Linked DNA regions of Mus musculus: regions 1, 2, 3, 4 and 6 are each linked to region 5. The links are chromatin contacts, called in public Hi-C, HiCAR-type, HiChIP or PLAC-seq and promoter capture Hi-C maps. All regions are on one chromosome and are shown on one strand. Each heading gives the region's core, a stretch centred on a gene start, on an enhancer-like site or on the middle of the called end of the contact. The rest is flanking DNA. Distances are from core to core; before and after follow the strand shown. Region 1 holds the start of Mbip (MAP3K12 binding inhibitory protein 1). Region 2 holds the start of Pnn (pinin). Region 3 holds the start of Fbxo33 (F-box protein 33). Region 4 overlaps Sec23a (SEC23 homolog A, COPII coat complex component). Region 5 holds the start of Foxa1 (forkhead box A1). Region 6 has its middle 92 kb from the start of Sec23a.

Region 1 (3,441 bases), core at 335-2,834, 1.2 Mb before region 5:
CCTTTACTGTTACAAAAACTTCATTTTCTCTACACATTTTTGGCAAGTGGCATAAGTTAAGTTTAATCATTTTTCCATTTGAACCTTTGAGATAAATTTATATAATTAAAAAACTCAGTATGCAAAATTTAGATATTTTATAATTCAAATAATTTATCAATGTAAATTATTTTGCAATTTCTAAGCATAATATTTGAGAAGATTTTTCTCATCTTGACATTAGAAATATAAATGAATAAATCTTTAAGTTCCAAATCCACGCCAAAAAGTTCTCTAACTTTTAAACTATTTAAAGATCTGAGATGTTACTACTGAAATATTAATAAGGAAAGTGCTTAAGACTTTGTAAGAATTTTTTTCCTAATTGCTTATCAAGCAACTGAGTTTAATTTTTTTTAACTTTTCGAAGTCCAGTAACACCAAACAGAATGTACAACTCAAGTAGTTTGCCAGTCAGAATAAACTTACTAAGGTTTTCCAACTAAGGATTTTAAAAATAATCCTCACAAATCAGGTAAATGTCCTATTCTCACTGGTGGTACCACTGCCCTTGACATAAATGTGTGCTGTGTCCATTTCAAGCACTATAACCAGTCCCCAAACAAATTAGGAAACATGTTTGACACAAAACTCTTCTAAAAGCAGGCAAACATACTTTTGTTCCTTATTTAAACATTGCCTCATTTACATCACGACTATCTAGTAAAGTGTAACCTAGTTTTTAAAATCCAGGTTTACTGTGACATTTTCTGTAAAGAGCAATTAGCTAAGCTACACGACAGTCGTAATGTAGTTAGAAGTGGCCACACATAACTCATCCAACAATTCACACTAAAATTTAGGTATACTACAAATGAAATTGTGGAAATCCTTATATATCCCTCCCCGTTTAAAAGAGTAAGAGATGCAATAAATGGCAAGAGAAACAAAAAACAGAAAAACAAACAAATAAACAAAAAACCCCAGAGTAAATCACCCCCCAAGGAGTGGGGATGGCGCTAGGAAAAGTTTCAGGCCATATTAACCAGTGAGTTTCTGCGATAAATACACTGGAGGCAAAAGGACCGTGATCGCCAGGAACCTCCTTCACCCTCATCACCTTTTAGGCATCTTTTGGGCAAGCTTTCGTCGCCAGGACCCCAGTTTTCTCCAGACCTTGGCCATCAAGCGTGCCGCTGGCATCTCCCGGTCCCAGGAGCTGGGCCCAGGGTCTTCCGGGTGTCACAGCCCGGCCACGGCACACCAGCGGCACACACCGTGCCAGCGGGGCTCCGCGACCCCCGCCTCCGAGAGAACTAAGGGGACAAGGACCGGGATGCTCTCCCTCCCCACCCACCCCTTCCCCGCCGCACCCCCACTTACCTGTCTTGTCAGGGTGTGCAAGGAGCGAAAGACTTCGCAGAGGACCTCGCGGGTGAGGAGGGGGCTGGAGCATTGCTCCAGGCTCCTCTCGCTGCCGCTTGAGGAACTAAGCTCCGCAGCAGCAGCCATGACACCTTCAAAGCAGCCCCCCAACCACCGCGAACAGCGCTCACCCCACCCCTCCCTCGCGGACTTCGTCGCACTGAGATGACGTAAAACTAGAGCGTCTCACTTAGAGCTTGAGGATAGGCCCCACCCTCTGTGTGTGACAGACACACAGGAAGACCAATCAAGAGCAAGGATAGCTGTGCTCCGAGGGAACTTGTGTATGTGAAGCTGGACCTTCTGTCTGGTGGTGTTTTCTGTGGTCCACCTTGGTTTAGAAACCTACTTGGCTCTTAGATGCTCCCTGTGAATGTTGGCAGAGCCTTACTCTTAAGTGTTAGAATTTGAGTCCCGCTATTAAAATTTAAAATGTTAACAGTCGAGTTGTCTTGGAAAAAGATTGCGGGTTAGTGATGGAGCAGTGCTTTACAATTTTCTAATTACTAGAAACTTGACCCAGGATGATCGTTACTGGATAGAACATTTTCATCTCTATAAGACTGTTTGATATGAGGAATTTAAAAAGAACACAAGGGCTACATTATGCTTCTTTTTCCTACCATAGAACGACATTGATGACTACACCTGCAAAATAGTTTATGTCAAAGTTCTGACATGCAACGGGTTCTCAGTGCAATCACTGGACACTTGACCTTAAAATTGTTTCAATATAAATCCAATAGAAATATAAACCAGCCGGGCAGTGGTGGCGCACGCCTTTAATCCTAGCACTTGGGAGGCAGAGGCAGGCGGATTTCGAGGCCAGCCTTGTCTACAGAGTGAGTTCCAGGACAGCCAGGGCTACACAGAGAAACCCTGCCTCAAAACAAAACAACAAGAAAGAAAAGGAAGAAAGAAAGAAAGAAAGAAAGAAAGAAAGAAAGAAAGAAAGAAAGAAAGAAAGAAAGAAGGAAAGAAAGAAAGAAAAGACCAATTTATTCCATGTAACCACACTCTTTAAAATTAGGATATAAAACTAAATCGACTCTTGTTGGGTATTATTAGATAGCTTTATTTTAGCGAAAAAAGTTATAATTTTATAATGTAGAGTTCTATTAATTTTTTTTTCCTTTGAGACAGGGTTTCTCTGTATAACCCTGGCTGTCCTGGAACTCACTCTGTAGACCAAGCTGGCCTCAAACTCAGAAATCTGCCTGCCTCTGCCTCCCGGATGCTGGGATTAAAGGCATGCTCCACCATGCCTGGCTCTATTAAATTTTTAAAACAAGCTTAAAAGATAAAGGACAAAAGAATTAAAACTCTGGCGGCAGTGGCTCAGGCCTTTAATCCCAAAGCACTAGGGAGGTAGAGGCAGGTAAATCCCTTATGAGGCCAGCCTGGTCTACAAAGTGAGTTCCAGGACAGCAAGGGCTACACAAAGAAACCAAAGCTCGAAAAGCAAGCAGGCAAGCAAGCAAGCAAACAAACGATTTAAAACTCTTCTTCATGATAGTTGAGTGCATTTAACATACAGGAAGTGGAAGTATGAAGTTAATGGGTAGTCTATCCTTAGAGAGCAGACTGAATAAAGGAAGAAATAAGGAATTAAGGGACACTAGGATAAGGAGAGTAAAAATGAAAGAACTCCTTTTACCTGTCTAAGGAGCCTTTTACTCACTTATATCCAGAGACTTCTGGTATTATCAGACTTAACAGGATCTTGAGAAAGCTGGTCTGTTTCCTTGTTAGCAGAAAGATGTAAACTTAGGTTTGACAATACAATCTTCACAAGATTCAAGCACCCTCTCATTCAAGTCACTCATATCTGTAATAGAAGTTCACGATTCATCGCAATGTTAACACACTTTGTCTCTGAGTTTCTGGTTAATGGGTGACAATTGTAATGTGGAGTCTAAGAGTCCTTGTTCTGTACCAAGTAATGAAATCAGATTTTTTTTAAAAAACTAAGTAGAAGACTTTTTATCACACATTTGGGAATGATTAAGGTGCTGCACGCTGTTTTCTTTGTGGTGA
Region 2 (3,327 bases), core at 788-3,287, 1.5 Mb after region 5:
CAGCCTGGAGGAGTTTCATAATCTTTTAAAAATATTTATTTTTAATTATTTTATGTGCATGAGTATTTCACCTGCACGTGTATATATGTACTCTTCGTGTGTCTGCTCGCCATGAAAGCGAGAAGAGGTTATCGGGTTCCCCTGACTGGAGCTATCGGTGGTTGTAAGCTGCCCTGAGGGCGATAGGAACCACACTCAGGCCCTCTTGGAAAACAGCCAGTTAGATTAACCACTGGGTCATCTCTCCAATGCCAAACATTTATTTTATTCCTGAGTGTGTGTGTGTGTGTGTGTGTGTGTGTGTGATATGTATTATAAATATATAAATAGATGGGAGGGGACACCTGGGTTCAGTTCCCAGCATCAACATTAACCTTGTCTGTAACTCCAGTTCCAGTGATCCCACCCCCCACTTCTGGTCTCTAAGGGCATCATGCATACATGCATGTAGTTGCACAGATAAACATGAGGGCAAAATACCCATACATGCAAAATAATAGTAAAATTTAAAAGATCCTATCTTTTATGTATAGATAACTCAGTGAAACCTTGTTTACAATTAGAATTAAATAATTTTTAGACTTAATTGCTTTTTACCAAAGAAAAAATCTTGGTTTTCTATATTGCTTCCTGCTAATATGCTATACACCTTCAAGCTTCTTCAAAGATATTTCCTGTCACCCTCTCCTTTTCTCCCTTTCTCTCTCTCCCTCTCCCCCTCCCCACCCTTCTCTCTGAGGGGGAGTAAGTATTTCCAGACAGGATTCTCTGGCTGTCCTGGAACTAGCTCTGTAAACCAGGCTAATCCACCTGCCTCAACCTGTCATGTGCTGGGATTAAAAGGCATGTTACCACCTGACTTTTCTCTTCTTCTTCTTCTTCTTCTTCTTCTTCTTCTTCTTCTTCTTCTTCTTCTTCTTCTTCTTCTATTTCTTCTTCTTCTTCTCCTCCTCCTCCTCCTCCTCCTCCTCCTCCTTCTCCTCCTTCTCCTCCTCCCCTTCCCCCCTTCTTCTTTTTGGTTTTGGTTTTATTCAAGACTGGGTTTTTCTGTGTATCCTTGGCTGTCATGGTATTCGTTTTGTAGATAACAGGTGCTGTTAACATTGATAAGATAATGAAATTCTTCCTCACCTATCCAGTTATGAGCCTCCACACAAATAGCATACAGGATAAGACCAAGTTACTGTTACTAAAAACAAAACAAAAATTCTTGTTCCTTTTCAGGGAGAAAACTTGTAAGGATTTGACCTTTGCATTTGTGTAACATTTTTCCGAACTAAAACGTGTACCTCTATGTCAAGTACAAAACCAGCGTCCATATTGGCATTGTGGGTAGGGCAAAGTGGAATCCAGAAAATACACACAGGAAACCACTGGCAACTTCTCCAGACCCTCTATTATACCCGCAGGCATTAGGCCCTGCTGGAAACAACTTTGCTCAGGATCAGAATATAAATTGCCTCTTCATCGAGATCTGACGACCTGTTGGACCTAGGTCCGCAGCCTCAATTTCCTTATCATTAAGCACCATCTCATTCAAGTTTCTAGTTTTTAACGACTAAGGCACGCAAAGCGATTCTCAGTGTCCACAATAACTATTAGCTGTTAGGATGAAGACTCCTGGTGGTTCAGTTCACTAATGGAAGACAGCCTGCGCCTCCCTGCACTCTGGGCATGCGCAACAGCCATTATTTGCCATGCCCTTTTCTGATTAAACCTCTTGGGGAAGGAAAAAAAGGATGTATAGCCTCTTCCGTCCCATGGGAAGAGTTTAGGCGCACTATGAAGTCAGCGACATGTCAAGTTTAAGAGGATGCCTTTGCAGACCCCCGAGATTGGATCTATCACACCGACGTAATCCCTCCCCGCTCTGCGCAAGCAGCGGAGCGCAACCACGGCAGGCGGCGAGGGGAGGAGCTGAGTGACTTGCCGGCTTCTCATTGGTCCAGAATCACGGATCGACAAGCTTCTTCCCCTTCCGGTCCTCGGGTGGTCCAGGCCCGAGAAGAAGCCCGCGATCATTGGCTGGGGCCGGCTGTCAGTCCTTCCGCGTGGAGCGGCGGGCGCGGTGCGGCGCTGCGCGGCCTGGAGAGCGGTCGCGAAGCCTGCTGCAGAGAGAAGATGGCGGTCGCCGTGAGAGCTTTGCAGGAGCAGCTAGAGAAGGCCAAAGAGAGCCTCAAGAATGTGGACGAGAATATCCGCAAGCTCACCGGGCGGGACCCGAATGATGTGAGGTACGGATCGGACGGAACCCCAGAGGTTGGCGAGGTCCGGGGCCTCGGGGCCGGGCGCACCCGGGACAGAGGGCAACCGGCCGCTTGTGGGCCGACTGGGGTCAAGGGGCCCGTTTCCCGGGCGGCGGGCGAGCCCTCTGCTCGGCTAGGCGGGGAGACGCCATGCCTGCGCCTAGGGCACTGGGTGCGAGTGCTTGCGAATGGAAGGAAGGCCCGCCCGGCTGCCCGGCGTGGTTTCCGCGCCCCCGGGAAGGCCGAGACCACGGCTTCCCGCCCTTGGCGCTGCAGGCCCGGAACTGCAGTACAAAGCCCCTTTCCACCCCTGCGGCTCCGAACCCTTGTCAAGTCGGAGACCCCCGGGGGAAGCAGTGGCTGCCTCTCCCTGCTGGCTTGGGTGTCCTTCCCTTGAGGTTGGCAGATAGGACCTGACCCAGACTTATTAATATGTAGCAGTCTCGAGATACATATATTTTCGTAACGGTGGTCTTGGGGAAGCAAGAAAGAGGATTTTAATGTTTGGTTTCGAAGAAGTGGATCTGAAACGGTCATTTTAGAATTATTTGTGTTCATTTCTACGTAGTGTGTACCTTAGTGTGTGGAAGTATATGAAGCCCTCTCATGTGTCTGCATAGGACTTTTACACTGATTATAATTCTTTTTTAGGCCCATCCAAGCCAGATTGCTGGCCCTTTCTGGTCCTGGTGGAGGTAGAGGACGAGGTAGCTTATTGCTAAGGTAAGGAGATGATAACTGCCTTGTTTCTAATAAATGTATTGCAAAAGTAGAGGTTGGAGAATATTAGAACAGTTTCATATGCACTACACTTGGGAGGCAGAGGCAGGCGGATTTCTGAATTCAAGGCCAGCCTGGTCTACAAAGTTACAAAGTGAGTTCCAGGACAGCCAGGGCTATACAGAGAAACCCTGACTGGGGGGTGGGGGTGGGGGGGGGACAGTTTCATATAAACTTAACTGTTTTTAAGTTCTGTTAAGGCTTTTGACATCTAAGAATGTAATTGGTGGTAGGGTGTTGTTCATGTAATTGTTTGCTTAAGTTTGCTTCACTTGTGTTTTTCTTCTTTATGAAATCAACT
Region 3 (3,149 bases), core at 94-2,593, 1.7 Mb after region 5:
AGGCACTAGACTTTCATAGGGACTCTGTGCTGGAGTCCGAATATGGGCCATGAGCTCTAGGTGGAATTACACTAAAGTCCTGATGCACAATGAGTCTCATACTTAACCCCCACAGTATGCCCAGCTCCTTTATCCCACCCCAAGTTAGGTAGCGTTACTTTTGTGTGAATCACTGGGAGTAAGTCCAGCCTGATGGTGTATGGGATGCGGCTTCAAGTCTGACAATTTTCCTCCCCTAATGATTTTAACTAGCACTCCTCCCAGTCTTTGGACATGGCCCAGGCTAGTAAAACTATTTCAGGTAAGAAAAGGACTGTTAAAGAATTCTTATAGGTTAATTCTTGTAATCATGGACATCAGCAAGGAAACTTACTCACCTCGTCACTATGAATTAATTACCCATCACCAATGGTCAAATTCAGAATCAGAAAACCACCTTATTTTTTTGTACAGGCCTCACCCTTAACTCACAACTTTCCCACGCATAAGATAATGGCATTGCCCAGCAGCTCTAGCCCATGGACAAGAACGGATGAATGAAAGCATGCCTGAGACGCTCCAGGAGTCCCGTTATCACCTCTTCTGTCTCCGGAAATAGTCTGGTCAGGAACGGATAGCTGCACCTACACAAGGCCATCCTGAGGCCGGCCGGCACACCCCACGGGATCTTTCCCAAGGCCAGCGGAAGGCCAGACCCTCTCGGTCCCCACGCAAGCCTACCTGTTGTTCCGGATGCTGAGCAGCACGCACAACACCAGCTCCAAGTAGATGCGCAGTACTTCCAGCCAGCGGGAGGAGAGCTGCAGGGCCTCCCCGTCTTCCCCTCCGGTGCCCGTGTCGGTGCCGCCGCCGCTACCGCCGTCGCCCGGGCCGCCGCCTCCGCTCAGATAATTCTCCGCGGCGAACTCAACCCGCAGCTCCCGCACGAACCAGCCGCACTTGCGCATGAGGAACTCTAGCCGCGGCTGCTCCGCGGGCGAGACGCGGAGGCAGATGCGGAGCTGGGGCCACAGCGCTGGGTAGAAGAGGCACTCCCGCCAGTGCGAGCAGGAGGCCGAGGCCCGCAGCCGGTCGGGCGCCGGCAGAAAGGAGAAGATGTGCACGATGAGCTCGCTGGGCAGCGACGCGGCGCCGGCCGCCTGCCCGCACAGAGCCATCCGGCTCGGCCGCCGGCCGCCCGTCCCCGGCCGCCTGCGCAGTCCTCGCAGCAGCCCCCGCAGCCGGCGCAGCTGCAGCAGCCGCAGCCGCTGCCGCCGCCGCCACCGCACCAACCGGGCGGCCCCGGCTCGGGTTCGCGCTCCCGGCGGTCGGGGTTGCGGCACTGACAAGAACAACAACATCAATGACAAGGAAGAAGGGGGCGGAACCGTCGTGCGCCTCGGCGGAACCAAGTGCACTCGGACCGGCTGAGAGGGGGGAAAAGCTGGCGCGGGGAGGCCTGCACGCCGCTGACTTTCCGTACCGCAAGCAAGTGCTCCCCGGCCGGCCCGGGCAACGACCTCGAAATCCTCTCTCGAACGGACCAGGGATGCGGAGGCGACCGCGCTGCTTCCGAGGAAACCGTGGTTCTCCCGGTACCCGGACGCGGAGGCTCGGTAGTGGTAGGGACTGAGAGTGACGTCACGGCGACGGGCGGAGCCTGGCGCGGCTTTGCGAGACTTCCGGAACCGGGGGAGCTCCTGGTTGCCTGGATCGCGCGGCACGTGACCGTTGACGTCAGCGACCCGGGGCGGGGCTAGAGGCGTGGGGGCGGGGCCACTCTGGGCGTCCCTCGCCGGGTAGGTCTGGCCCTTGCAGCGTGCTCGAGGCGGAACCCCGGCGTGCTGCGCTAAGTCCCGACGCTTTCTCATTCGCTGGGCTGAGGTCGCGGCGCCCGAGGGCTCGCACGCCGGCTTCTTTTTACATCTTGTTCAGAGCAGGACAAAATCGGCTTCCCAGGAAAGGCGGATCGTGGCGGCACGCGGACCTTCCTCTTCCGACGTGCGGAGGCCGCACACGCCCCATTGCTGAACCAGTGACGGCAGCGCCACCTTTCGTCTTTAGAGGGGCAGGAAAAAAATGGCTAACGATTTTCATCTTGAGGGCTGGTACCCAGACTTAAATGCTCTCTGAACCCTTGTCTGCAAAAGTTCTGTATAATTAGTATGTTTTATTAATAGCTAACGATCACTTAGTGGTAACATCAAATTAGGAAGTTAAGACAGGTTTTAATTTTCAGTTTCTTAAAGTCATTGAAGTGTTTGTGAAGAGAGCTGTGGATACCTCTTCAGTGTACCACTGTACTTCTGTAACAACACACCCCTGTATACAAAAGTAACATGGATGAAATAAAGTAGCTATTTTGATAGTCTCTGATACTCCTACAAATAAGTTGGAGAGGAGAGCTTTTCTTTAGTTTGGTGCCCCCAAAGAAAGGGATTTTAAAAACAGCCCTTCACGTTCTCAGCATGCGAAGTATCTCAGTCAAATTGTAGGAAGCAGCGATATCTAAAGGGTTAAGAGATTTTTTTTTTCTTTTCGTTTTTCGAGACAGTTTCTCTGTGTAGCCCTGGCTGTCCTGGAACTCACTTTGTAGACCAGGCTGGCCTCGAACTCAGAAATCTGCCTGCCTCTGCCTCCCGAGTGCTGGGATTAAAGGCGTGTGCCACCACGCCCGGCGTGGTTAAGAAATTTTATGTCTGCTGCTTCAAACCACACTAAGAAACTAGCTAGTCTAGATATCTTTAGCTCTGTGATGTAACAGCAGACCTTCTGTCACATTTCTTTTATACAGTTTGGTGTCACGAACCTAGTAAACTACCAATAATAGTATTTTTTTGTTTTTGTTTTTGGTTTTTGTTTTTTGTTTTTTGAGACAGGGTTTCTCTGTATAGCTCTGGCTGTCCTGGAACTCACTTTGTAGACCAGGCTGGCCTCGAACTTGGAAATCCGCCTGCGTCTGCTTCCCGAGTACTGGGATTAAAGGCATGTGCCACCACGCCCGGCTCAATAATAGTATTCTTTTACCTCTAAATTTACATCAGCTCAGTTGGTACTTTGAATAAAAAATGTATTCCAGGTAGGTCATTTCTTTGAACCCTTGTCTGTAAAATTCTATGTAATTACCGTTTTATAAGCATTCAATGAACATTAAGTGGTAACAGTAAATC
Region 4 (3,254 bases), core at 273-2,772, 1.4 Mb after region 5:
CCAACCAGAGATGGTAAAGAAACTGTAAGGCAAGTTTAAGCTCACACTTCTTACCTGGCATGGCATTATAAAACTGTTCACAGGGGATGATAATAGGCCATTATCCCATTATGTGGTAAAATAACCACATAAGTTTATTTGGTATCACTGTATTTCGAACCCCTTATCTCAGATGGCAAGCTAACAGGGTTTAACCTTGCTTGCGCCCATAGTAAGTCTCCAAGCACCGCAAATAAATAATAACTATTTGTAAGCCCCATGTAGGGATATTTTATCATTTACCACAAGCATAAAATTAACTTCTGAGTTATCCCAAAATTTACCTAACTAAAAGAATAATCCAGTAAAAATATGTTCATATGTGATTACTAAAAGACAAACAACAAAAAAGATGAAACTCAATGCTACTGGTAATAAGGAAAAAGAAAGTGGCCTTTGGCTTACTCACCTGAGGATAAAGAGAAAATGTTTCTGAAAACCGGAAGGAATTTGGATCATCTTTGTGATACTCTCCAAATTTTTGACACTGAATAAAATAAAACATTAGCAATTTGTTCCTGGTAAAGTAACTGAAAATTCTGCCCACTAAAAATCTATTTATAAAAAGTTGCTAATTTTAGGGAAACAGATACTCAACATAGGGTAAAGTTGGAATATTATGTATTGACTTAGCAAGGGACTGATTACAACCAAAAAAAAAAAAAAAAAACTATTTGAATTTCGGAAATATAGCAACAACTCACCCTAAAATGTTTAGATTTGTTGTTATAAGCAAATGTCTTTTGTAGCAAATAGAGAATATGTAATGCCAATGGGAGGAGGAGGAGGCCAACAGAAACTTCCTAAGACTACCACCGTATCTTTTTCAATACTGTCCACGGATAGAAAGACACACAATCAATGCACTACAGGAGCTACAAAAATAAACTTCTGGTACAAAGTATGCTATACTGAAAGTGCCCAAGGAGCTGGAGAGCTGGCTCAGAGGTTAAGAGCACTGACTGCTCTTCCCAAGGCCATGAGTTCAATTCCCAGCAACCACATGGTGGCTCACAACCATCTGTAATGGGATTTGATGCCTTCTTCTGGTGTGTCTGAAGACAGCTATGATGTACTCATATACATAAAAAAAGAAAAAGTGCGGGGCTGGTGAGATGGCTCAGTGGGTAAGAGCACCCGACTGCTCTTCCAAAGGTCGGAAGTTCAAATTCCAGCAACCACATGGTGGCTCACAACCATCCGATCACGAGATCTGACTCCCTCTTCTGGAGTGTCTGAGGACAGCTACAGTGTACAGTGTACTTACATATAATAAATAAATAAATAAATCTTAAAAAATAAAAAAGAAAAAGTGCCCAAAAGAAAAAGAGTCAAAGGAAAACCAAGCCTAGTGAAGAAAAAGATTTACAGAGTCAGAAGTTAGACTGAGGTAAGTCATGTCACAGGCAACAGAGAAGCAGGTCATGTATTCTCGAGACCATGGCAAGAGGCATCCAGCTGCCTCACCCAAGGATGAGCTCCTACTACAACAGCCATGACCTCACCCACCAGCCTCACTGTGTTAAGTAAGTCTCTGCCCCACAGGCCTATGTGCTGGAGGCTTGTTCACCAGCTCACAGGGGGGGGGGGGGGGGGGGGGGGAAGAGTGCCCAATAGGAGGTATTTTGGTCACTGAAGGAAGCATTTCTTGACGAGAACTGTAGAATCAGTCTTTCTTACTGCAGCGTCACACAGGCCTAAAGCCATAGGCCATAAACCGCAACCTCTGAACGATGAGCTGAAATAGAGCTTTCTCTGTTGGGGTGAAGGAAATATGACTAACATTTGGATAATGCCATTCTGTTTTGGACCTCATACAACCAAGGCACATAAAACAGGCAATAGATGTTACACAAAAAGTAGATACAGTCAAAAAAGACTATCTGCCTTTCTCCCAAATTACCTCCACTGGTCTCTTGATGTGACACAAGATCAAAGTAAACTTTTCACTGCTCTATCAATAACCTGTCCTCTGTGTACATGTTGTAAAATGTTCACTGTGTGGCTAACAGCTTGCTATGCATAGTGAGGAAACTTAAATTTTGTGCTTGATGCAATTGTCTCGTTTGGTTATTCACTAGGTCCTAATGATTTTTAATCAGTGTTTCTCTTTTAAAAATATATCAGATAATTACAGCAGTTTGTGAAGTTGAGGTATGAGATAAAAGAGAAGCCTAAACTTGCTAAAAAAAAAAAAAAAAAAAAAAAAAACTCCTTAAAAATTAAAAATTGCAATCCTAGCCGGGCATGGTGGCGCACGCCTTTAATCCCAGCACTCGGGAGGCAGAGGCAGGAAGATTTCTGAGTTCGAGGCCAGCCTGGTCTACAAAGTGAGTTCCAGGACAGCCAGGGCTACACAGAGAAACCCTGTCTCAAAAAAAAGAAAAATTGCAATCCTGCGTCTTTTGCAAAAGAAAAAGAAAAAAATTTTTCAATAGAAGGTGTCCAATGGGTTTTATGCAAGTTGATGGTGCAGAGTGCACTATAAAACTGTAGTGCCATGCATGACAACCTGTGAATGCAATAGCTCCAGCAAGATGGTCAGGACACTGTACTGCAGGTCACAGCTACTGCCCAAGTGCACACACTGGACACTTCAGCTTTTAGACCCTTAAAACAACACAACATTTATGAAGACAAAGTCATTTTCTATGAAAAGGCCCAAGAAGCAATCCATTTCAGAGCACAATTTATTAGCCACATGGAAAGCTCACATGGTTGGTGACATGAAAACACTAACATGTAAAATTAGTCAGTAAAATGCTAGGGCAAAGTGCAACCCAGGAAACAGGAGCCCTTCTATTTTAGCACACAGTACAAGAGCTAAGGAGTCAGCACACTGGCTGGATGGGGCCTTGAGTACAATTACCAACACAAGAAAGGTTTTTTAAAAGTTCCATTTAAAACAAAGTACTGGGGCTGGAGAGCTGGCTCAGTGGTTAGGAACACTGGCTCTTCTTCCAGAATTCAATTCCCAGCAACATCACATGGTGGCGCTGGCCCTCTTCTGGCATGTAGGTGTACATGCAGAAAGAGTACTCCTACATTCAAAATACGTAAATAAATTTAAAAAATAAACAAAGCAGAGCACTGAATCAAAGCACTGGGTACAGGCCACATGATGCTAAGAAGCCTGTGCAATAAACTGGGAATAGCTTCTCTGTCAGGGTGGGAAGTTCAGGATTGTGTATCACTCTTCTATTGATAGTGGTGAT
Region 5 (3,306 bases), core at 134-2,633:
ACTATAAGAGATGAATAGATTTCAAAAAGAAGACTCAAAAAAGAGATGGTTCCCAAAGAAACACAGAAACGAATAAATAAATCGCCGCGAAGGTCTTTTCGGACTCTGTACTTTTCTGTACAGATCTTAAAGTACTTTGGGATTTATTTCTAGTCCTCTCTCCAAGATCGCACGAGGCTTTCTCGGTAAGCGCTTTCGATAACGGTAATTACACTTTTGAAGGTAATCGGCAGCTGTTTCTAGAAAATACTTTCAATAGGTAGTGGCCCTGCCTGTACCTGATTCTCCTCGCAATGCTTTTGTGCACAATGTAAAATAAACCCAGTGAACATGCCACCAAGGGGACAATGAAGAGAAACAGGTTCTTGGCCCCGAGTTCTGGAAAAAGATTCTGTTCGCACTAGCGCCACCCAGCGGTCCTAGAGACGAACGAATAGACACTTTTCTACAAATGGCTTTTGAAGAATTAAGTTTTATAAAATTTAGAAATCATTCTTTACGAAAAACTCCAACTTCTGCAACAGATCATTTTTATCCAAAGACGTCGGCTAATTACATGGTGTGACCGAGAGGCCTCCCGGTAAGCGAGCACCGACTCTCTCAGTTATTCTTTACTCAAGCCAGAGCCCGCCTGCCCGCCCGCGGCTCCCGGGGCTGGGCTCCAGCCCCGGCTCTCTAGCGGGCAAAGACAAGTGCTTCCCTTCCGGAGCCCGTGTTTTCAAAGCCCAGAGTTTCCCAAAACTCTCCGCTGGTTGCAAGCGCCAGGACCCAGCGGGCAGCGGGCTGATCGAGAGGTCGGGTGGGGGCCACACTGGAAGCCGCGCCTCGGGCGAGCCGCCCCCACCCCGCCCGCCCCAGTCCGGGCAGGAGCCCACCTCGCCTGAGTCTCCCCGGACACCGACTCTGGGGACGCCCCACCGCCTCCCCGCCTCTCACCTCCTGCGTGTCCGCGTAGTAGCTGTTCCAGTCGTTGCTCTCATGCCCTTCCATCTTCACAGTCCCTAACATCCTGGAGCCAGCCCGGCCGACACAACCATCCAACCCTGTGCGGAGCGACGGGCGGGTGCGCTGCTCGGGGCGGGGGAGGGGCGCGGAGCCGCTGCGGTCACCGGAGCGCTCGAGGGCCCAGCGCCACCCGGGCGAGGAGGAAGCCCGGCGCTGCGGGGCGCGGCGTGCGCGGCGGCGGCGGCGCGGCGCGGCGGGAGGGGGCAGCGCCGGGGACAGGAGGCGGCCGCGGAGCGCGGCGCCCGGCAGCGCCTCCGCGGGAAGTGAGCGGGCGGCCTGTGCGAAGCGAGTGCAGTTGAGCTGATGTGGATCTTACGTCGCCGGAGTGCCCACCTCCTCGTCCTCTCCCCATTTGTCCGCCGCACAAAGACGCTCGCACCTACAAAGCCCGAGGTGCACCTGTGAGGCGGCCGCCCGCCAGTCCAGCCGCCGCGCCTCCCGCCCCGCCGCGCCAGCGCCGCGCGCCCCCCGCGCCCCTCCCGCCATCCCCTCCCCCAAACCTGGCCCTCACTTTGTTTACAAAGCAGTATAATTGGTTTAAGCCTCGCGGCTAGGGAAAGAGGAAAATAGGGCGGGTGTGTGTGTGACCCCCTTTGGAAAAGGAAAAAAAGAGAAAGAAAAGAAAAGGAAAAAAAAGAAGAAAAGGAAAAATAGGCGGTGCCTTGGAGGACAGGCCAGGGCTCTGGACCCAAAGAGCTGTGCTGCGGGAGAAGGACCTGGGTGGTGGCATCAGAGCTACAGCGCAAGGATCGTGCTCGCTGAATGACCCCGAGTTCCCTCCTAGAGGTGCTCACCACCCCCTGGACCTTACTACGACTCCGCTCTTGGTCCACTTGGCTCCTTTGCTCCCCTCATCCTGATTCTTGACCCAAAGTTCAACCCTGGAAGACTACCCCTACTTCCCGGCCTTCGGGGCTTGGAGAGGGGAAAAGCCCCACTTTTGCCTCGTCACTAGAAACCCAGTCATCTGAGTCAGCCGAGCAAAGTGACGTTAGGCCGACCTGGGCTCCTGGCGAGCAGAACGGAGGCGCTGCCACGAAACTCGTACCTGCGGCTAAGAGCAGGTGAGTCACAGCACCGTTTTATATTTTTATGACATAACTTTTTTTTTCCGCCTCAGTCCACTCCACTCCCCTTGTCAACTGCAGCGATCAGAAAGAGGAAGAAACTGCGCGCAGATGTTTGTGTGATAAGGCAGGCGGATCCTAGTCAAGCCTGCCTCTCTGCCGGGCTCCTCCTCCTCCTCCTCCCCCCCTTCTACAGCCTCTGGGACCAAGCTAGAGGCGACCGTCTGGTTTCTGATAGAGAAAGGTCAGGGGGAGGGGACATCTTCCTAAACACCGGCATAAACTGGGAGTGTATGGGCCTGGGTGCTGGAACGCATCTGCCACGCTAAATGAGGTGCCAGCCTGAAGCTGGAGTCAGCCCACAGAGGTGCCTGGTCGTCTCTGAGCTGGAAGAGCAGGGCTAGGCTATCAGACTCTCAAAAGGTCCTGGGTAGATGGGGAAAATTCTCCCCCACTCAAAGTCTCTCGCTTTCTTCCAGTTCTTCATAGTTAGTGGCTTGCCCTCGTATCCAGCGGAAAGAGACTAACCAAAGAGATTAGGCTAGACAGAGTGTGTGATAGGTTTGGAGAAGGTGCTTACCCCCCCCCCCATTGACTGCAAGTGTTCGTGAAAATGTATACTACCTCGTGCATTTCGAAGTAAGTGTGACTGTGCGGCCCTTCCTGTGTGTTGCTCCAGTCTGTAGGTATACTAGATTTCCATTAGAAACAATCAAGTTAACTTTAAAGTCACCAAGAGACTAAAATATTCTTGGTTTGCAAAGCTTTTTTTTTAAGGTAATTAATCTCATGTGAAGGAATGTGTTTTCACTTGTCTTCCAAATAGATTACCCCCCCCCCAACACACACACACTCCGTGCTTTGTTCTTTTAAATCTTTCTTCCCTGAAATCTGGCAAGAGAATCAGGTTAAATCCTTGAACCAAATAAATCTCTTAGATCAGTAGGAGAGCAGAGAAGGTGAAGATGTGTAGTTAAGGAAATAAAAAAAAAGATAAAAGCATTGGATTACAATTCCTTTTTGAACAAAAAGTGTGTGTGTGTGTGTGTGTGTGTGTGTGTGTGTGTGTGTGTGTGTGTGTAGACATCACATTATAAGCAAAGGAATGAGAGTGAAATTAAATCCGCCTGGAACACAACAGAGCAGACAACTCTCCCCAACTGCAATTTGCCCCTGTGACTAGAAGTCACTCCCATCGGCTGTGTAAATGTACCTGTGGATATATGTCAGAAAC
Region 6 (3,568 bases), core at 780-3,279, 1.4 Mb after region 5:
AAGACAGGGTTTCTCTGTATAGCCCTGTCTGTCCTGGAACTCACTTTTGTAGACCAGGCTGGCCTCAAACTCAGAAATCCGCCTGCCTCTGCCTCCCAAGTGATGGAATTAAAGGTGTGTGCCACCACCGCCCAGCTTCAGCCAGAGCTCTTAATCACTGCGCCATCTCTCCAAGATCTGGGAGGAATTGGGGGAGAGGAATCTGTAATCATAATATACTGTATGGAAAAAAATCTATTTTCAATAAAAAGAACAATATTGCTTTAATTTTTTTAAAAATTCTTTGAAAAAATATTTGAAGCTACAATTGTATACCTGAAAAAGAATTTATAAAACAAAACCAAGCTCACATGTATAATCCCAACACTCAAGAGGCTGAAACAGGAGGATGGCCATGAGTTTGACACCAGCCTGAGCTACAGAGGGATATCCAATCGCAAAAAAAGAAAAAGAAAAAGAACTTAGCGCCTGAAAATAAAAATCTTTCATCTTTCCATCAGTGTCTACATAGGGGGAAGAACATACATTTCATCTAACTCAGAAAAGATTTGCTTATAACCTAAGGATTGCCTTTTTTCTGTTTTTAAATTTGGAGGATTAATATTAGAATCTTCACTAAGGAAGTTTTCTCTGGTTCCCTCCCAGATTGCTGCTATTCATTTTAGTAACAAGCCAGTGAGTTGTACAATACGTAATCACAGACAACATGTGCCACAAATAAAATGCTAGGTCCTGGTCATTTTTAAATAAACCATTAATCTTACTCTAAATTAGAAACAATTCGAGAAAGGCTCTGTAAAGAATGATAGTGGTGCTGGAGAGATAGCTTGTTTGTCAAAGTGTTTATCTTACAAACATGAGGACCCAAGTTCCAGACCCAGCACCCAGGCATGGTGATGCACACCGTAACCCCAGCAACGGAATGATGGAAGCAAGGGTCCCTGGAGCCTGCTGTGCACACAGCCTAGCCTACTTGGCAAAGTCCAGGCCAGTAAGAGACCTGTGTCAAAAATAAAGAAAGAAGAAAAAAATAGGCCAATACCTGAGGAATAACACTTGAGGTCATCTTCTTGCCTCCACAGACATATGCACATGTGCACACACACACACACACACACACACACACACACACACACACACAAAACTGATACTGAGTAGCTTCAATCTGAAGCCGACATGTCTCTGTGCAAGCCTGTGTGCTTCTGGCAGGTTTTCCCAATAAGTGACTATGCATAGGAACCCTCCCTTCATAACCTCTTTACTGCGTTAACAGTTTTAAACTAGGGTTAGCATAGCAACTCCCTTTTTATTCTGAATGTGGTGGTTTGAATAAGAAATGCCCTCTATAGACTCAGACACTTGAACACTTGGTCCCCAGTTGGTGGCGCTGTTTGGGGAGGTGGAACAGCCCTGCTGAAGGAAATACATCACTGGGGATGGGCTTGACAGGCCCTTGGTCCTGTGAAGGCTAAATACCCCAGTGTAAGGGAATGCCAGGACCAGGAAGCAGGAGTGGGTGGGTTGGTGAGCAGGGGGAGGGGAGAGGGGAGAGGGGGTTTTCCGAGAGGAAACCAGGAAAAGGGATAACATTTGAAATGCAAATAAAGAAAATATCTAATAAAAAATTAAATATCTAGATAGAATGAATAAATCTTTAGAAAAATGTAAAAAAAAAAAAAAAAAAAAAAAAAAGAATTTGTAACTTTGGGCCTAGAGACTAGAGAGATGGCTCAGCAGTTAAGAGCACCGACTGCTCTTCCAGAATTCCTGAGTTCAATTCCCAGCAACCACATGATGGCTCACAACCATCTGTAATGGGATCCGATGCCCTCTTCTGGTATGTCTGAAGAGAGCAATGGTGTACTCATATACATAAAATAAATAAATACATCTTTAATAATAGTAAATAAAAGAATTTACAACTTCTCCCAGCTTTTCATTCTCCGTCTCTGCTTCCTCTGTGGTTTGTGGCTGAGGATGTGACCACTCAACTTTCTGCCTCCTGCCCTTCCGCGTGCTACCATCCCTACCCACCGTGAGGGACTCCCATCCATCAGGAACTGTAAGCCTTGCTCAGCCGTGACATTTGCCACAGCGACAGAACAGTTTTCACTTTTTTTTCTAATTGTTATTTTTAAATAACTACCTAGACTACAAAATAAATAACATTTGATTTAAAAAAAATTTTTTTTAAGGCACAGTCTTATAATCCCTATGACCATGGTAGCAACTTGGGCCTAGTCCAACAGAGGCTGAACTTGCGAGCCTGACAGGCATTCAACAAGCCTTGTTCACCCCTGGCTCTGCACCCAGATGCTGTTCAGATGCTAGGCCTGCCCAGGCCTCAGTGATGGTAAAGTATTTCCTGGACCAGAAAGTGCTCTAAGTTCCTGAGACCAAGAGATCACTGCCATGTGGCAATGGAACCCAAATCTCTATAGCAAACACAGCTTAACTGAACACACAGTGCACGGGGAGGTGACCCCTGACTGGAATCTTCTGTCCTGAAGACTCCTGACCAAGATCAACAGGCTGGTACATTGGGTAAAACAGGTGCTTCCTGCCAATGTCGATCATTTGATGTACATCCTGGAAGACTCTATTGTAGAGCCACAGAATCACACAACGGCATTCATGTGAAACTTCAAACACAACCAGCTGATGGTGTGGAGCAGTGATGTGTGAACTCTGATGACAGCTGCTGGACCGAAACCCACAGGAAGCCTCGAGCTTCCTTATTTGGCATCTCCAGAGCTGTCCAGGAACTTGGTCTGCCCATTTCAAAAGCAATGTGACCAAGACAATGAAGAGTTTTTAATTACATCTTGGCAAAGCTACGAGGTGGGGCTCTTTCCAGTATACTTCTTGGGGCAGCAAAAGAAGCCAAAGATGATCTGGCCAGTGCAGAGAAGGCCAAGGGCCTGGCTTACAAGGCTGACATCAAGCAGCCTCAGCAGCAATAACAGTTTGGCAGAGCCCACCAGCCAGGATAAATCAGTGCACTCTCCCCTCTCCTCCCCTCTCCCCTCTCCCCTCTCCCCTCTCCCCTCTCCCCTCTCCCCTCTCCCCTCTCCCCTCTCCCCCCCCTCCCCTCTCCCCTCTCCTCCCCTCTCCCCTCTCCCCTCTCCTCCCCTCTCCCCTCTCCCCTCTCCCCCCCCTCCCCTCTCCCCTCTCCCCCCCTCTCCTCCCCTCTCCCCTCTCCTCCCCTCTCCCCTCTCCCCCCCTCCCCTCTCCCCTCTCCTCCCCTCTCCCCTCTCCCCTCTTCCCCTCCCCTCTCCCTTCTCCCCTCTCCCCTCTCCACTCTCCCCTCTCCCCTCTCCCCCCTCCCCTCTCCCCCCTCCCCCCTCCCCCCTCCCCTCTCCCCTCTCCCCTCTCCCCATTACACTTTATTACTGAAAGTCCACTACCAGCCCTTCCTGCTGCCTGGATGGTGGGTTGCAGCAGGAGTCTTGTACGGCATCTGGAGTGTACCAGGCTCAGTGTCCACTGTTCCTAATCTCACCCATTGGGCAGCTGGTGACTGGTGCAGAGGGCTGTAGTGACATTCCCAAGGTCACGAGCAGTACGC

The links. Promoter capture Hi-C pulls out the DNA fragments that hold promoters and counts their contacts. A called contact is a pair of places that touch in the nucleus more often than the background predicts. HiCAR-type assays count read pairs that join an accessible place to other places. HiChIP or PLAC-seq counts read pairs in DNA pulled down with a chosen protein or histone mark.
Region 1: a contact with region 5 is called in a promoter capture Hi-C map of hippocampal neurons, with 5 times the contacts expected there. The contact joins the promoter of Mbip here to the promoter of Foxa1 in region 5. A contact is called at or near these places in 1 of 39 promoter capture datasets (hippocampal neurons) and 1 of 115 datasets of contacts at active chromatin or transcription factors (embryonic forebrain).
Region 2: a contact with region 5 is called in a HiCAR-type map of astrocytes, with 5 times the contacts expected there. The contact joins the promoter of Pnn here to the promoter of Foxa1 in region 5. A contact is called at or near these places in 6 of 39 promoter capture datasets (the HPC-7 cell line, cranial neural crest, frontonasal cranial neural crest and 3 more), 2 of 484 Hi-C or Micro-C datasets (LSK cells and pre-B cells) and 5 of 115 datasets of contacts at active chromatin or transcription factors (astrocytes, embryonic forebrain, forebrain and 2 more).
Region 3: a Hi-C map of LSK cells shows a contact between it and region 5, with 4 times the contacts expected there. The contact joins the promoter of Fbxo33 here to the promoter of Foxa1 in region 5. A contact is called at or near these places in 2 of 39 promoter capture datasets (cranial neural crest and liver), 3 of 484 Hi-C or Micro-C datasets (LSK cells, the N1E-115 cell line and cardiomyocytes) and 3 of 115 datasets of contacts at active chromatin or transcription factors (astrocytes, embryonic stem cells and large pre-B cells).
Region 4: a contact with region 5 is called in an H3K27ac HiChIP or PLAC-seq map of embryonic stem cells, with 8 times the contacts expected there. The contact joins the enhancer-like site here to the promoter of Foxa1 in region 5. A contact is called at or near these places in 2 of 39 promoter capture datasets (embryonic stem cells and liver), 10 of 115 datasets of contacts at active chromatin or transcription factors (astrocytes, embryonic forebrain, embryonic hindbrain and 5 more) and 1 of 9 other capture datasets (embryonic stem cells).
Region 6: a contact with region 5 is called in a Hi-C map of pro-B cells, with 2.7 times the contacts expected there. The contact joins the enhancer-like site here to the promoter of Foxa1 in region 5. A contact is called at or near these places in 2 of 39 promoter capture datasets (embryonic stem cells and liver), 1 of 15 datasets of contacts at CTCF or cohesin (large pre-B cells), 3 of 484 Hi-C or Micro-C datasets (B cells, large pre-B cells and pro-B cells) and 5 of 115 datasets of contacts at active chromatin or transcription factors (astrocytes, embryonic forebrain, embryonic stem cells and 2 more).

Annotation. Positions count from the first base shown.
Region 1 is chr12:56,344,310-56,347,750 of GRCm38.p6, forward strand. Mbip (MAP3K12 binding inhibitory protein 1) reads right to left here and starts at 1,585. Exons shown (of 9, transcript NM_145442.2): 1 at 1,363-1,585. The coding sequence starts at 1,491.
Region 2 is chr12:59,064,882-59,068,208 of GRCm38.p6, forward strand. Pnn (pinin) reads left to right here and starts at 2,038. Exons shown (of 9, transcript NM_008891.2): 1 at 2,038-2,234; 2 at 2,898-2,969. The coding sequence starts at 2,122.
Region 3 is chr12:59,218,140-59,221,288 of GRCm38.p6, forward strand. Fbxo33 (F-box protein 33) reads right to left here and starts at 1,344. Exons shown (of 4, transcript NM_001033156.4): 1 at 721-1,344. The coding sequence starts at 1,340.
Region 4 is chr12:58,974,134-58,977,387 of GRCm38.p6, forward strand. Sec23a (SEC23 homolog A, COPII coat complex component) reads right to left here. Exons shown (of 20, transcript NM_009147.2): 15 at 449-526. Among named protein-coding and RNA genes, the nearest start is that of Sec23a, 36 kb to the right of the region's middle. Within about 2 kb of position 1,523, at least 3 of the 459 cell types and tissues checked have an H3K27ac peak or open chromatin away from gene starts, as enhancers often do. A contact at or near this core is called in embryonic stem cells, where this site is marked.
Region 5 is chr12:57,544,728-57,548,033 of GRCm38.p6, forward strand. Foxa1 (forkhead box A1) reads right to left here and starts at 1,384. Exons shown (of 2, transcript NM_008259.4): 1 at 937-1,384. The coding sequence starts at 1,008. It also overlaps a transcript of Ttc6 not described here.
Region 6 is chr12:58,918,317-58,921,884 of GRCm38.p6, forward strand. It overlaps the pseudogene Gm2649. Among named protein-coding and RNA genes, the nearest start is that of Sec23a, 92 kb to the right of the region's middle. Within about 2 kb of position 2,030, at least 26 of the 459 cell types and tissues checked have an H3K27ac peak or open chromatin away from gene starts, as enhancers often do. A contact at or near this core is called in pro-B cells, where this site is marked.